2 separate regions of the Mus musculus genome follow, and region 2 is linked to region 1. A link is a contact called in public HiChIP or PLAC-seq data. All regions are on one chromosome and are shown on one strand. The core of a region is the stretch at or near the end of the contact, and the rest is flanking DNA. Distances in the headings are between cores, read along the strand shown. Region 1 has its middle 11 kb from the start of Cdc42ep1. Region 2 overlaps Triobp (TRIO and F-actin binding protein).

Region 1 (6,386 bases), core at 795-3,294:
GTCTGTAAAATGGGAAGAGTAATGCATACCATCAAAGTGGCAACCTGAGGAAGCTGTTTTACAAACACAGGCTGGGGGTGTGCATCATAGGAATCACAGCTCCCCCCACCCCCCGCAACCCCTCTCCCTGGCTGGCTTACAGTTCTGTCATGGACTTCATGTCACATCACAACAGACTCATTAAGCACCAGGTCAGGAGAGGGCAAGGGAGCAAAGCCATTGCCTTTGAACTCAGGAATTTACACTCCCATCTGTCAGAGGGGGACGCGCAGCTTCTATTTTATATGTAGAGAACCCTTTGTAAGGTCATAAGGACCTGAGGAGGATGTCTCTCTCACCGGTGAGGAGAACAGCCCAGAAGAGTTGCTGTGACTTGCCTGAGGTCCCACAGCAAGGCTCTGCTGGGAATGGAGTTGGTTATCAGCAGGCCCTGGAGGGGTTAAGCGCTTTGGCTTGAGCCCAGGGCGGGTGGGGGTGGGGGGGGGGGTTGGGGACTCTTAAGGGGAGGGAGGGTGGGAGCAGGCAGTTCTTCCTCCTGGGTCTCTAATGCAGCCCTGGTGGGCAGTGTGAACTGCAGCCACAGCCTTGTGTTGACTCAGCGAGGTCTCCTGCCAAGGCTTGCTGACCAGAGGAGCCCCCGGGGGAGGCTCAGGCCACATTCTTTGCCTGCTGGAGACTAGGGTGGGGGAAGTGGCTGGTACATCCTGGTGGAGCCTGTGTGCTGGAGAGGAGAGGAGATGCTGGGGTGAAGGGTGGGACGAGGCGGGAAATGCTTTTCAGGGAAGCCAAGGCTAGGTACCTGAGGGGCTATCACAGAGTGAGTGGGCTGGCCTGGCCTGGATGGATTAGTCAGGGGCTGGTTGCTCCCAAGACTGAGGCTGAGCTTGGCAATGAAGAGAGTAGATCTGGTTAGGCCACCATCACTGTTTGGCCCCTCCTGCCTCAGTTTCCCCACTTAGCAAATGAGCACGTGGTAATAAGCTCCCTACCTCACTCACTTCAGGGAGGATCAAAGGCATGAACAAGTTGGGTCAGAGTGAGCCCCCTGGGCAGATCATGGGATCACCACACACTGGCCATCTGGCCAGCAAAAGAAGGGACACAGGGGTAGCCCAGAGAGTGTACATGGGTCTGTGTGACACTCAGCCTGCTCAGGCTTCTCTTCAACCATAACAACAGCTCCTTCTACCTCCTCAGTTTAGGCCATACCCATGCCCTTCTTCTCAGGACCTTTGCTCCGCCTCCTCAGCTTAGGCCACACCCATGTTCTTCTGGCTCAGGGCCTTTGCTCCGCCTCCTCAGCTTAGGCCACGCCCATATCTTTCTGTCTCAGGGCCTTTGCACTGCCATTCATTCTTCCTGCTTACATTGCTCCTTGCCAACACCAGGAAGGCCATCAGCTCACTCAGAACCCTGTGAGACACTGGAGCTCAAGTGACCTCCCTCCATGACCCACCAGCCACCTCTCACTTATGCCTTGCTCTGTCCTTAGTAAACTACACCATCTCCCTCCAGCCCCATGAGGGAAGGGTCTGTGACTATCTTGTTCTTGCAGAGGTTCAGTGATTTCCCCAACACCAAACAGATGGGGAAAGATGGAGCTGGGGCCGGGCTGGACTTCTTGGATCCTAGTCAGACTATCCTTCTAGAACTGTACCACCACCACCACCACCACCACCACCACCAAAAAGCCATCTCCTCTGTAGGCCCCTCTGCTCCCCGGAAAAGAGGGTATGTGTGAGTGCTGTCTCCCCCACACGACTGACATGTGCCCCCTTTCTTCTCTCAGTAGATGCAGGGTCCCAGTTTGTTGGGTTGGATATGGAGAGACAGTAACTCATACTGCAACAGAGTGTGCCACTGGGTTCGATGCATAGCCCAGTTACCACCCTGGTGGGCCCCAGTTCCTCCACGAAGGACAAGCGCTAGTGCCTCGGGCCTGCAGCCTGGGCATTCCAGGGCTTCCTCGGCAGCCCAGCCGGCCAGCTGGCCTCGAAGTCCTCCCAGAATTGCCCAGCAGCTGCAGGGTGGCCGGATGCCCCGCCCGGCGCCTCTGGGCCCAAGCCCAGGCCACAGGCTCGCTGTGGCTGGCATTGCTCCTTCGGCTCAGGCACTAACACCACAGGGATTTTAAAAATAAAGGGCCTTGAGACGGTGGCCTGGCTCAGGCTGCCGGAGCTGGGGCGGGGCCAGACGGGGACAATGGGGGGATGCTGAGCCTTGGGACTGGCCACCAGGGCTGCCAGGCCAGGGTGGCCCAGAGTCCCCCTCTACAGTGGTATTGCTCTTCTATGGGGAAATGTGGGGGCAGGCTCTGGGCTCCTTACCAAGCTCTACTGAATACCTACTACGTGCAGGGCTGCTCTGGATCTTTCGGGGTCTGGCTCTCCTCAGCTGTCACCCTCCCCCGCATGCCCCCCCCCCCAGACCATTTCAGTCTCCCTCTCTCCTCTAGCCCAGCGGACAGGAAACAGAGCCGAAGAGGTCAAGAGTCCGGGGCCTTCAGAGCCCAGTGTCCATGCAGCATGGAGCTGTCTGGGGGGGGGGTGCTTCCTGTTTACAAGACTCCCAAGGACCTTCAGGGGTGGTGCTTAAGACAGGCCTGGGGGGAGCCCCTCCGCTCTGACTGCCAGGGAGGGGCCTCCAGCACATCAGCCAGCTGGGCTCGGACCATACTCCCGTACCCCCGTATAGTAGGGAAGTGAGGAGCCTTTGGAACGGTGGCCGGCTGGAGGGGTTGAGTGGGAAAGCATCGGAGGTAACATCTGGGGTAACATCTGGGGCCCCAGGCTGGTAGGTAGGGCTCTCCAAGTATTCTCCCTCACAGTTCTTTACGGGCCAGCTGAGAGAACCAGGAAGAAGGATGGATACTTTCTGCCTTCAGAGGCTACAGAGTCAGGTGAGGCTGGGCCAGCTCTATGTCCCCAGGAGTTGGGAACCAGTACTTTCATTCCCAGGGTGGCTGAAGGCCAGTTCCTGGCTAGCTCAGACTGCCTCACCTTCTTCAAGGCTTCCATACTCATCCTCACAGCAGGATAAGCTTTCTATGGCCCAGGAATGGCTGGACCACAGCAGCCAGATACACTTCATAGCGTGAACAATTCGTCCACCTCCCCTGCAGGTTGTCCCAGTCAGCTCTCCCTGCGGTTACCCAACAGGTATTGATCCAGGGCCCGAGGGTTCATGACCTGGTGAGAAAAGAGCAGCTGTCACCGCCCAAGATTTGCTGTCACTATGCCTCACCTAACTGGGAAAAAAAGTCAGTGCTCCCCCACATCCCCCTCCCGTTTATTTCAGTTCCTTTCCACCGTCCCCTAGCTCAGAGTACCCAGAGACCAGCCCTTAGAGCACACCTTTGCAGGCCTTTGAAGCCATCATGTTGGAAGGAGTGGGTTACAGTAGCAGGAGGCAATCACAGAGGGCTTCTCACAAGAGACAGCAACTTCTCACCACACATTCCTGAGATGGCGCCACAGCCTGGCCAAAGGGAATGACATTTCTAGAGAAATTTAGCAGTGTGATGGGGGTTGCACAGGCTCAGGAGAAGGAAAAAGGTGGGGGAGGGGGATGGTGCAGGGGTTGAAGTCCTCTACCTTGGGGCTTCCAGTGCTGTAGAATGCCCTCTTTGGCCCCTCAGGAATGCAGTGCGGAGCCTGATAAAGAAAAAGGTCAGGGATTTGTTGGTGGTGGTGGTAGTGCATGCCGGTGGTTGTTTGGTGGCAACAGAGGGGCCTTTAACCTGGGACTTGCCCTGAGAGGAACTGCAGCCTCCCTATGCCAGCTATGGCCAAGAGCTTGGTCCACGTGCCGGGACTGTTTGTAAAGGTTGTGCTGTGGCTGAAGGGACTTCTGGCTCTGCCCACAGGCCAGCCAGCTGTGTGACTCTGGCCAAGTCATTAGCCTTCCTGGCTTGAGTCTTTCCCCCAGTAAGATGGAGCCGAAAGTAATTACCTCCAAGGCCAATTAACCAACCGTTTAGCATGGCTTGCCTGGAGCTTGCGCTGCAGTCTTAGTTTGTTCTAGTTTATGAGTAGTGTTAAGGGAGGGAAAGTTGGTTCTGGTCCAAAGACTGCAACAGGTGGGTGGGAGGTGATTAACCAGGGGAAGCGGAGGGCTCCCAGGCTTACTGAGCCAAGGAACCTCCAGAAACACCCCCTAACCCCCCAACGTCCTTTTCCCCACCTCTGATGGACAGGCTGGGGACAGGCAGAGGCCATAAGATAGTGCTGTCTGACAGGCATAGGACACATTCTCCTCTGATGACAGCAAGGACCTCTTCTGATGTATCTACTTGTGAAATTATTCTTTTTTTTTGTTTGTTTGTTTTTTTTTTTTTGTTTTGTTTTGAGACAGGGTTTCTCTGTATAGTCCTGGCTGTCCTGGAACTCACTTTGTAGACCAGGCTGGCCTCGAACTCAGAAATCCACCTGCCTCTGCCTCCCAAGTGCTGGGATTAAAGGGTGTGCTACCACGCCCGGCCAGAGATTATTCTTTTAAGTATCCTATTTTAGCTATATATTTACTTATGTGAGTATTTATTGTGTGTGCACAGGTTCATACACTTGAACCCATAAGCATAGAGGCCAACACTGAATGCCTTCCTTAGTTGCTTCCCCCCCCCCCCAATAGGACCCCTCTGTGCTGACTAGGCTGGCCTTGAACTTACTGAGATCTGAGATCCACCTGCCTCTGCCTCTGCCTCCTTAGCAGTGAATTGAAGGTGGACATTACTACATCCCACATCTACCTTATATTTTGAGACGGGGTCTCTCAGTGAGCCTGGAGCCCACTGATTGGCTAGAGTAGGAATCCTGGTACCTTCATCTCCCCAGCTCTGAGATTGTAGGAACGTGTGTTGTAAGATGGACGGTGGTGGTGGTTGTTGCCTTTAGCCCCAGCACTCAGTGGTAGTGGTAGGTGAATCATTTCTGTGAATTCGAGGGCTCCCTGGCTACACAGTGAGTTCAAGAAAGTCAAGGATACAAAAGAAACCCTGTCTCAAAAAGAACAAAACAAAACAAAACCCACCAAAAAAACAAAAAAACAAAAAACAAAACAAAAACAAGACAAAAAAAAAACCCCAAAAAACAAAACAAAACAAAACAAAAAAAACCAGGGCCAGAAAGATGTTAAGTACGGTGGCTACTCTTTCAGAGGCCCTGAGTTCAAGTCCCAGTACTCACATGGTGGCTCACAACCATCTGCAATGGGATCTGGTGCCCTCTTCTGGTGTGCAGGCATACATGCAGGCAGGACACTGAATACATAGTAAATAAATAAATCTTTTTTTAAAAATTTAAAAAATAGCTAATTAAAAAAATGAAACAAAGAAAACTCAAGGAAAGAGGAAAAAGAAAGAAAGAAAGAAAGAAAGAAAGAAAGAAAGAAAGAAAGAAAGAAAGAGAGAAAGAGGAACCTGTGTCACACAATGCCTGGTTTCTGACACAGGTGATGGAGATCACCTAATTCTGGACCTCATATTCTTCAGTAAGCACCTTACTGCCTGAGCCAGCTCTCCAGCCCAGCAAATGGCCTCTTCTTCTTCTTCTTTTTTTTTTTTTTTTTGGTTTTTCGAGACAGGGTTTCTCTGTATAGCCCTGGCTGTCCTGGAACTCACTCTATAGACCAGGCTGGCCTCAAACTCAGAAATTCACCTGCCTCTGCCTCCCAAGTGCTGGGATTAAAGGCGTGCGCCACCATGCCCAGCCTCTTTATTTTTTTTTAAAGATTTATTTATTTATTTATTTATTTTATTTAATTTTTTGTCTTGTTTTGTTTTGTTCTGTTTTTGAGACAGGGTTTCTTTGTGTATCCTTGACTTTCTTGAACTCACTGTGTAGCCAGGGAGCCCTCGAATTCACAGAGATGATTCAGACACACCAGAAGAGGGCATACACACCAGAAGAGGGCGTCAGATCCCATTACAGATGGTTGTGAGCCACCTTGTGGTTGTGGGGATTTGAACTCAGGACCTCTGGAAGAGCAGTCAGTGCTCTTACCCACTGAGCCATCCCTCCAGCCCGAATGCCCTCTATATGAAGCGGTCTTTTGTCCAGAAGCCCTGGAATCTTTGCTTCTGTGTATCCTGCCTCTCACTAAGTCCATGATACTACAGAAGCTCATTCCCTCCTATGTACTGTGGGGGAAACTGAGGCCCACAGAAGCTCAGAAATGTGGGGAACTAACGCCATGAACTCTGAGTACCTCATTTGGGGTTTGTGCCTGGACGTGGGACCTTGGTTTGAGGTTTCCCCACCATTCCTGTCAACTCCTTTGCCTGTTAACGCCCTTTGAACCCGAGATGGCTGCTTCTGCCGACACAAGGTGCAGGCAGGTGGTTTGTGAACCACTTGGGCTGTAGGCTCCTTGAGGACAGGTGGGCTTCG
Region 2 (6,182 bases), core at 3,130-5,629, 130 kb before region 1:
AAGGTGACATAGGAGGAAGGACCAGAGACCAGGTGACTAAATGCAGTCAGAGAGCCTGCATTATGTCCAGGATTAGTAAAAGGATTTTGGTCTGGAGAGATGGCTCACAGGGAGCACTGACTGCTCCCCCAGAGGTCCTGAGTTCAATTCCCAGCAACCACATGGTGGCTCACAGCCATCTGTAATGGGATTCTGACTCAGTCTGAAGACAGCGACAGTGTACTCGTGTACATAAAATAAACAAAATAGGGGGCTGGTGAGATGGCTCAGTGGGTAAGAGCACCAGACTGCTCTTCCGAAGGTCTGAAGTTCAAATCCCAGCAACCACATGGTGGCTTACAACCATCCGTAAGGAGATCTGACTCCCTCTTCTGGAGTATCTGAGGATAGCTACAGTGTACTTACATGTAATAAATAAATAAATCTTTAAAAAAAAAATAAACAAAATAAATGAATAAAAGGAAAAAGGATATTGGGTTGGTGGGGACTGTAATCTCAGTACTTGAGAGATGGATGATGCAGGAGGATTGCTGTAAAGTTGTGGCCACCTAGGGGTTTAGAAGTTGACGCTGGCCAGGGATACCTTAACCAGATCTTGTAACGAACAAACAAGCCCAAAGGGATCGTAGAAGGGAAACTGGTGGATCTGGTTAATATGTAGTTTATAGTGCTGGGTTAATGGTCTTAGTTTTCTTTCTGGGTCTGGGTCTGGGTCTGGGGCGGGGGCGGGGGCTTAGGGTCTCACACTGCCAGGCAAGTGTTGTGCTGAGAGACAAACCCCAGCCCCTGCCAATGTGAACTGCTTAACTCCACCCTCTGCACATGTTCTGTGCTGGGCGTGAAGCTAACATCAGCGGCACCTGGACAAAGGGTCCAGTAGCCACTATAGCTACCATCCCAGCCAATCTACGATTATTTCTAAATGAAAAGAAGGAAAATACTGTCCTGTTCCATCCCGGGGCTCCCTGCTGGATTTGGAATAAGACTCTGACTGTGCAGGAATGGTCTCCTTCCCCTCTCCACGCCTTGCCCACTCTCTGAGGCTCAGCACCCACGCTTTGAGGTCCTCCAACACCACACAGGAGCCTCACAACCCCAGGGCTGTTTCTCTTGCTGATGTGTGTCGGAAGCAGCCTTCCATCTTTGCCTAACTATTGCCTTCTGGTACTTAGGGTCCCTGCCCAGGGGCTGCCTCTCGTGCCCTTCTTCATGACTTTTTCCTTGAGGACCTGTTCCCTGGCAGCTCTGTGTGGAAGGGCCTTGCAGTCCCACGGTGCCTCTGGGACTTGCAGAGGTGTGCAGCACACAGTAGGGATGCAGCACACAGTAAGTATACAGTAAACAAAATGCTCCCACCCCTGGTTCTGGTTCGGCCTCTCCTCCCTTTGTGCCACATACTGGATGATCTGCTTCCTGCCGCCCCACCCATTAAGATCCTCTAGGAGCCTGGTTCTCACAGGATGAGGCCTCCACACAGGGCAGGTACACAGCTGTGCTTGGGCAATCTGTGTCCTGCACCCCCCTCACCCTCCCTAGTGAGCTGTGCCAGCTGGGATGTGCCTAGTTAGCCCCTGACTGCAATGTAGCAAGTGGCCACCAGGTGGACAGTGGCCACAGATTCTGGCTAAGTAGGTCACCGAGAGGGTACCACCCACTTTCAAGAGCCACAAAACAAAGCCTGACTGGGTAGGGCCCCATCAGTAATCCCAGCATGGAGGAGGTGGAGACAGGAGGATCAGGAATTCTGGACCAGCCTCAGCTACATATAGTCCAAAGCTCACTTGCACCAGGTCACAGGCATGCACCCCCACACACCAAGGTCCTGTGTGCGACCCTGTCCCCAGAAGTCACATCAGGGAGGGCAGTTTGTCTGACACTGAGTGGCTTCTTGGTTGCTGCAGTATCCCTGGCCTCAGGGAATCCTTCCCTGTAGGTCAAGTGTGGTCTGAGGGGACATTGTGAGTACCCTGAAACATCCTGGTTGCCAAGCAACCTCTCACCCTGGAATTCAGCATCAGCATCAGCTCTGGACTGAACCAGATGTTACTAGGTGGCGGCCACGAATTTACCTGTCTTCTAATCCTCCTGTCTCACTGCATTCTGATTGCATGCTGCCCAAACCATGCTTAGAGAAGAGACTCCCAACTGCTTGGCAAGGCTGAGGAGGCCCCGGCATAGCCCACCCCTACTGTGCGCCCCTACCCACATTTAAACTGCAGCTGCCAATGGGTCACAGAGTTCTGCCTCCCGGCCCTGCTCTCCTTGGTCTAAATAGCCAAGGTACACAGCTGTCCTGTGCTAGGCCTGTACCCATGTCTTCCCTTATTCCTGTGTATTCTCTTGCTCTGCTCTGGGTCTCTACAGCTGGCTCCTGTCGGTTTGCTTTGCTGAATGGTGAGCTTTCTAGGGCAAGCGTCCATGCTAACTCCCCATGAGACCCCAGAGCATCAAGACCCCAACTTCATTCGTATATATTAATGAGACTTCTGCAGGGACCAGGAAAAGCCAGGACTGCCATCAGGAAAGGGGGTGGGAGGTAGCAGGCATCCTATCTCCAACTCCTGACCATACTGAGGAAAGATACCAGGGACAGAATATGGTGCCCACCACACTGGGCTCACATCCCAGCAAGATGCTGGCTAACCTCGCCAACCTCTATAGACTTGGCACAACAGAGGTCCCCACTCCCCTCTCTCAGAACAGCACCCCAACTGCCTCTGGGGACTCTTCCTCCTCCTAGCTCAGGCCATGAGGTTGTTTGTACAGGAGGCCAGACCTGGTCATTGAAATGACACACAGTGGTCCCTGTGCAAGCTCTTCCCGAGACTTTAACTGTAGTCACGAGAAAGACAAGCCCTTTTTCTGGGGGACACAGATTGGTCCGTCTGGTGGACATCATGCTATCATTTGGAGAAGGGTTTAGCAAAGAACAGAGCCACTTCAGCAGTATTGTCTGAACACTTGGGCCCGGCCATACCTGAAGTCCCACCTGATCGTTCTATTTATGGCAGGTATTCCATTTGTGTTCAGCCTGCTTCAGACTCTGAGAACTTAGAGGCTCCAATCTTTCTAGAGAGATCAGTATGGCACACCATAAAGGAATGTCTATTATTAAGAGTCAAGCCCTTGGCTGGGCGGTAATGGTGGCGCACACCTTTAACCCCAGCACTCAGGAGGCAGAGGCAGGTAGGATCTCTGAGAGTTCAAGGCCAGCCTGATCTACAGAGCGAGTTCCAGGACAGACAGGACAACACAAAGAAATCTTGTCTCACAAAAGAAAGAAAGAAAGAAAGAAAGAAAGAAAGAAAGAAAGAAAGAAAGAAACAAACAAACAAACAAACAAAAGATTTGAGCCCTCAAGGCTGGAGAGATGGCTCAGCTGTTAAGAGTACTGGTTGCTCTCCAGAGGACCTGGGTTCAATTCCAGCAACCACTTGTCAGTACATGAAGCCTAAACACCAATGCACATAAAATAAAAATAAATCAATTAAAAAAACGTGGTCCCTCCAAGGAAGACAGGGGCCCTTGGCCATCACCACTTCATGGTAATGAGACCAGGAAGGACTCACTCTCCTTCCTCTGGCCTGCTGTGTCTCCTCGGGCTGGGGACCTGGTGGCCTTTCGAGCACTGTCAGCTCTCAGTCCCTCCTGAGGCCTCCTTGGGATCATCTCTGTGAGTCTGTTCCTGCTGGGGACCACCCCTGGTCTCTCAGTAGTGTCCCAATCCTGCTAAAGAGAAAAGAGTTTGTTGGCGAGGAGAAGAGGGCCCCTGGGTCTGTTCTCCCAGCACGAAGGGCAGAATAACAGGATTCTAAGGGCACCTGCTGCCTATGTGAGGCTCTCAGCCACAGTGGATCATCGGTCAGGCTTGAGGAAACACAGCCATTAAAGCCAAAAGCTGGACCAAAGTCACACAGATGGGAGAAATAGGTTCACATCCCAGGCACACCGCTTCCCAGCTGTGTGATCTCAGGTGAAGTGCTTCCAGTCTCTGGGCCTCAGATCCAAACAGGGCCACAGCAGTCTCTAGCTTAGAGGGTGCTGGAGAACCTTTCTTGGGCTCAGGTCCACTGAGACCTTTGCGTGGCACCTGCCACGTGTGTGAACAGGCTAGGCTGTTGCTTTTCTGTAGTTTCCCTTTTGGTGGGGTGGGGATGTCTCATGGGATGAATCTGAGTGTGCAGGCAAAGGGTCAACCCCTAGGCTCCTGTCTCCTGCCAGCCCCTGCCAGCTCCGAAGCCCAGTCCCTTCCCTCCACCTTTGGAAGTGGACACTAGGACTGGTTATGGACTCAGAAACACATGGCCAGGGCAGAGCTGGGGCCAGTCTCGTGCTTGCCCTGGACACCACGCCTACTTCTCAGTCCTGAGACCTGAGCCAGCTGGTGACTCAACCAAAGTCCCTATGCACTGAGCCCCACGCCCACCTCCTCCCTGAGCCAGCCCAGCAGCCCTGCCCTCCCAGCAGGGAAAGCAATGGCTAAGCTTAGCCTAGTGTTTCTGCTGTGAAAAGCTCAGCCTTCCTCAAGCTCCTCCTGTCACCAGGGCTGAGGACAGCAGGTGACCCTGTTCTTGTCCCCAGATGCCTGCCCTCAGCTCACCACAGAAGAGGAATTGCTGGTATCATGAGGGGTATTGCTGTCTTGGCTGGAGCTGGTGTTGGAGTTAGGGTCCTCGTCTTCGTCCTTGTTGTCGTTGTCGTCAGTGCAGCTGCTACGGGCCAGGCCCTCCAGATAGGGTATCCCCTCGGAGTCCTGGTGTCTGTTCTTTGGGGCAGCTGCAGGGCCCTCTGCAGGGAGAGCTGTTGTTGGGGACCAGACCCTGGAAGAGGAGAGAGATCAATGACTTTCCCTTCAAAAGGTAACAGAGTCAAGGACTGAGCCCCGCCCACCCGGGTACTACATGTGGGCGTGTTCACACCGAGCCAGGGTGGGAACTATGCTGCACCTGCTGAACAGAAGGTCAGTGCTGAGGGTGTCTGGGCTGGGCTGTATATCAGCCACCTCCTAGACCCATCGTCGCACCCTCCCATGGGACTGGGCAGCCGTGGGTACACCAAGCTTAGCTCCCAGGTGAAGGCAGTTAAGCAGCGTGAGGTGAAGCAAGCTCTGTGGGCAGGCGCTGTGGAAATAAGTGCGCCTTACAAAGTCCTGTGACCCTGGCTGAAGAGGCTTGCGGCTCACGGTATTCCCAAAGTGACCCACACTCAGGCCTATAAACTAGTAAGGAGGGCTGGAGAGGTGGCTCCGCTGTTGAAGGCTAAGCCCCCAATCCAAAATATAAAACAGGCAGGAGCGAGAACACGGTAAAGGGGGTCTACCCATAAGGGAAGAAGGGAACATTCTACGCACATTCATGTGTGACCCTCACGCCTAAACCACACGACACGGGGTTGCAAATCAAATGCTCTGACAAGTCCCCCATCAAAGATTCTACTAATGAATGTGTTCCCAGATTTCCTAAAATACATCGACTGCCAGAGCCACCCTTTTCTCTTAAAATAATGCCCACCTGAGGTGGAGGCTTGCTGTCACACATGAGGATTTGGTATGGTCTCTCTTCTTTTTAAGTTTTATATCCGATGTATGGGAAATCAAACCCGCCTGACATTGAGCTAAAGTCTCAGCCCCTCTTATTTTACAAACAGGAAAAGTAAGGCATAAAGAGATGCAATCTCAGACCAAAGGTCCCGCAGCCCATCACAGCAGATGTGAAGGCAGGATCCAGCTCTCTGGACCCTCGAGCCATGGCCTCTCAAAGTCTCATGATCCCAGTAGGGAACCTGGGGCTAGTTTAGGCCTGGAGGACCCAGTCAAGCAGGGGTGATAAGAGGTGCCCTTGCTAAGAGGACCATTCAGCCTTTTGGGAGGCAAACAGAGACAGAGTCTAGCTATGTAACCCAAGCTAGCCTTGAGCTCCAAATCCTCTCACCTCTGAGTGCTGGCATTATGTCCATCTACCACTGCACCCGGCACCTTCAATCATTTAAAGCCATATACAAGGACCAGGAGAAGTACATAGCTATTTCCTACCCCATGGAATTATGGGATGGGCAGAACCACCAAAAAAGACAGCCAGGGCCAGGGTCAGAGACCCAAGTAAAACAGGAACAGATCAGTGTGAGCTTTCCAGGGACCCCAGGAATCATGTCTAAAGCCCTTTGTGGGCTGACCACGTGAACCA

Evidence for each region. HiChIP or PLAC-seq counts read pairs in DNA pulled down with a chosen protein or histone mark.
Region 2: a contact with region 1 is called in a FOXA1 HiChIP or PLAC-seq map of pancreatic cancer cells. The contact joins two enhancer-like sites. A contact is called at or near these places in 1 of 39 promoter capture datasets (trophoblast stem cells), 1 of 15 datasets of contacts at CTCF or cohesin (embryonic stem cells), 6 of 484 Hi-C or Micro-C datasets (the G1E-ER4 cell line, embryonic stem cells, myocytes and 2 more), 2 of 115 datasets of contacts at active chromatin or transcription factors (extraembryonic endoderm stem cells and pancreatic cancer cells) and 2 of 9 other capture datasets (adipose tissue and liver).

What each region holds. Positions count from the first base shown.
Region 1 is chr15:78,828,664-78,835,049 of GRCm38.p6, reverse strand. No RefSeq gene overlaps it. Among named protein-coding and RNA genes, the nearest start is that of Cdc42ep1, 11 kb to the left of the region's middle. Within about 2 kb of position 2,044, at least 164 of the 459 cell types and tissues checked have an H3K27ac peak or open chromatin away from gene starts, as enhancers often do. A contact at or near this core is called in adipose tissue, myocytes and pancreatic cancer cells, where this site is marked.
Region 2 is chr15:78,958,493-78,964,674 of GRCm38.p6, reverse strand. Triobp (TRIO and F-actin binding protein) reads right to left here. Exons shown (of 25, transcript NM_001039156.1): 6 at 4,601-4,820; 7 at 3,570-3,726. Among named protein-coding and RNA genes, the nearest start is that of Triobp, 14 kb to the right of the region's middle. Within about 2 kb of position 4,379, at least 50 of the 459 cell types and tissues checked have an H3K27ac peak or open chromatin away from gene starts, as enhancers often do. A contact at or near this core is called in adipose tissue, myocytes and pancreatic cancer cells, where this site is marked.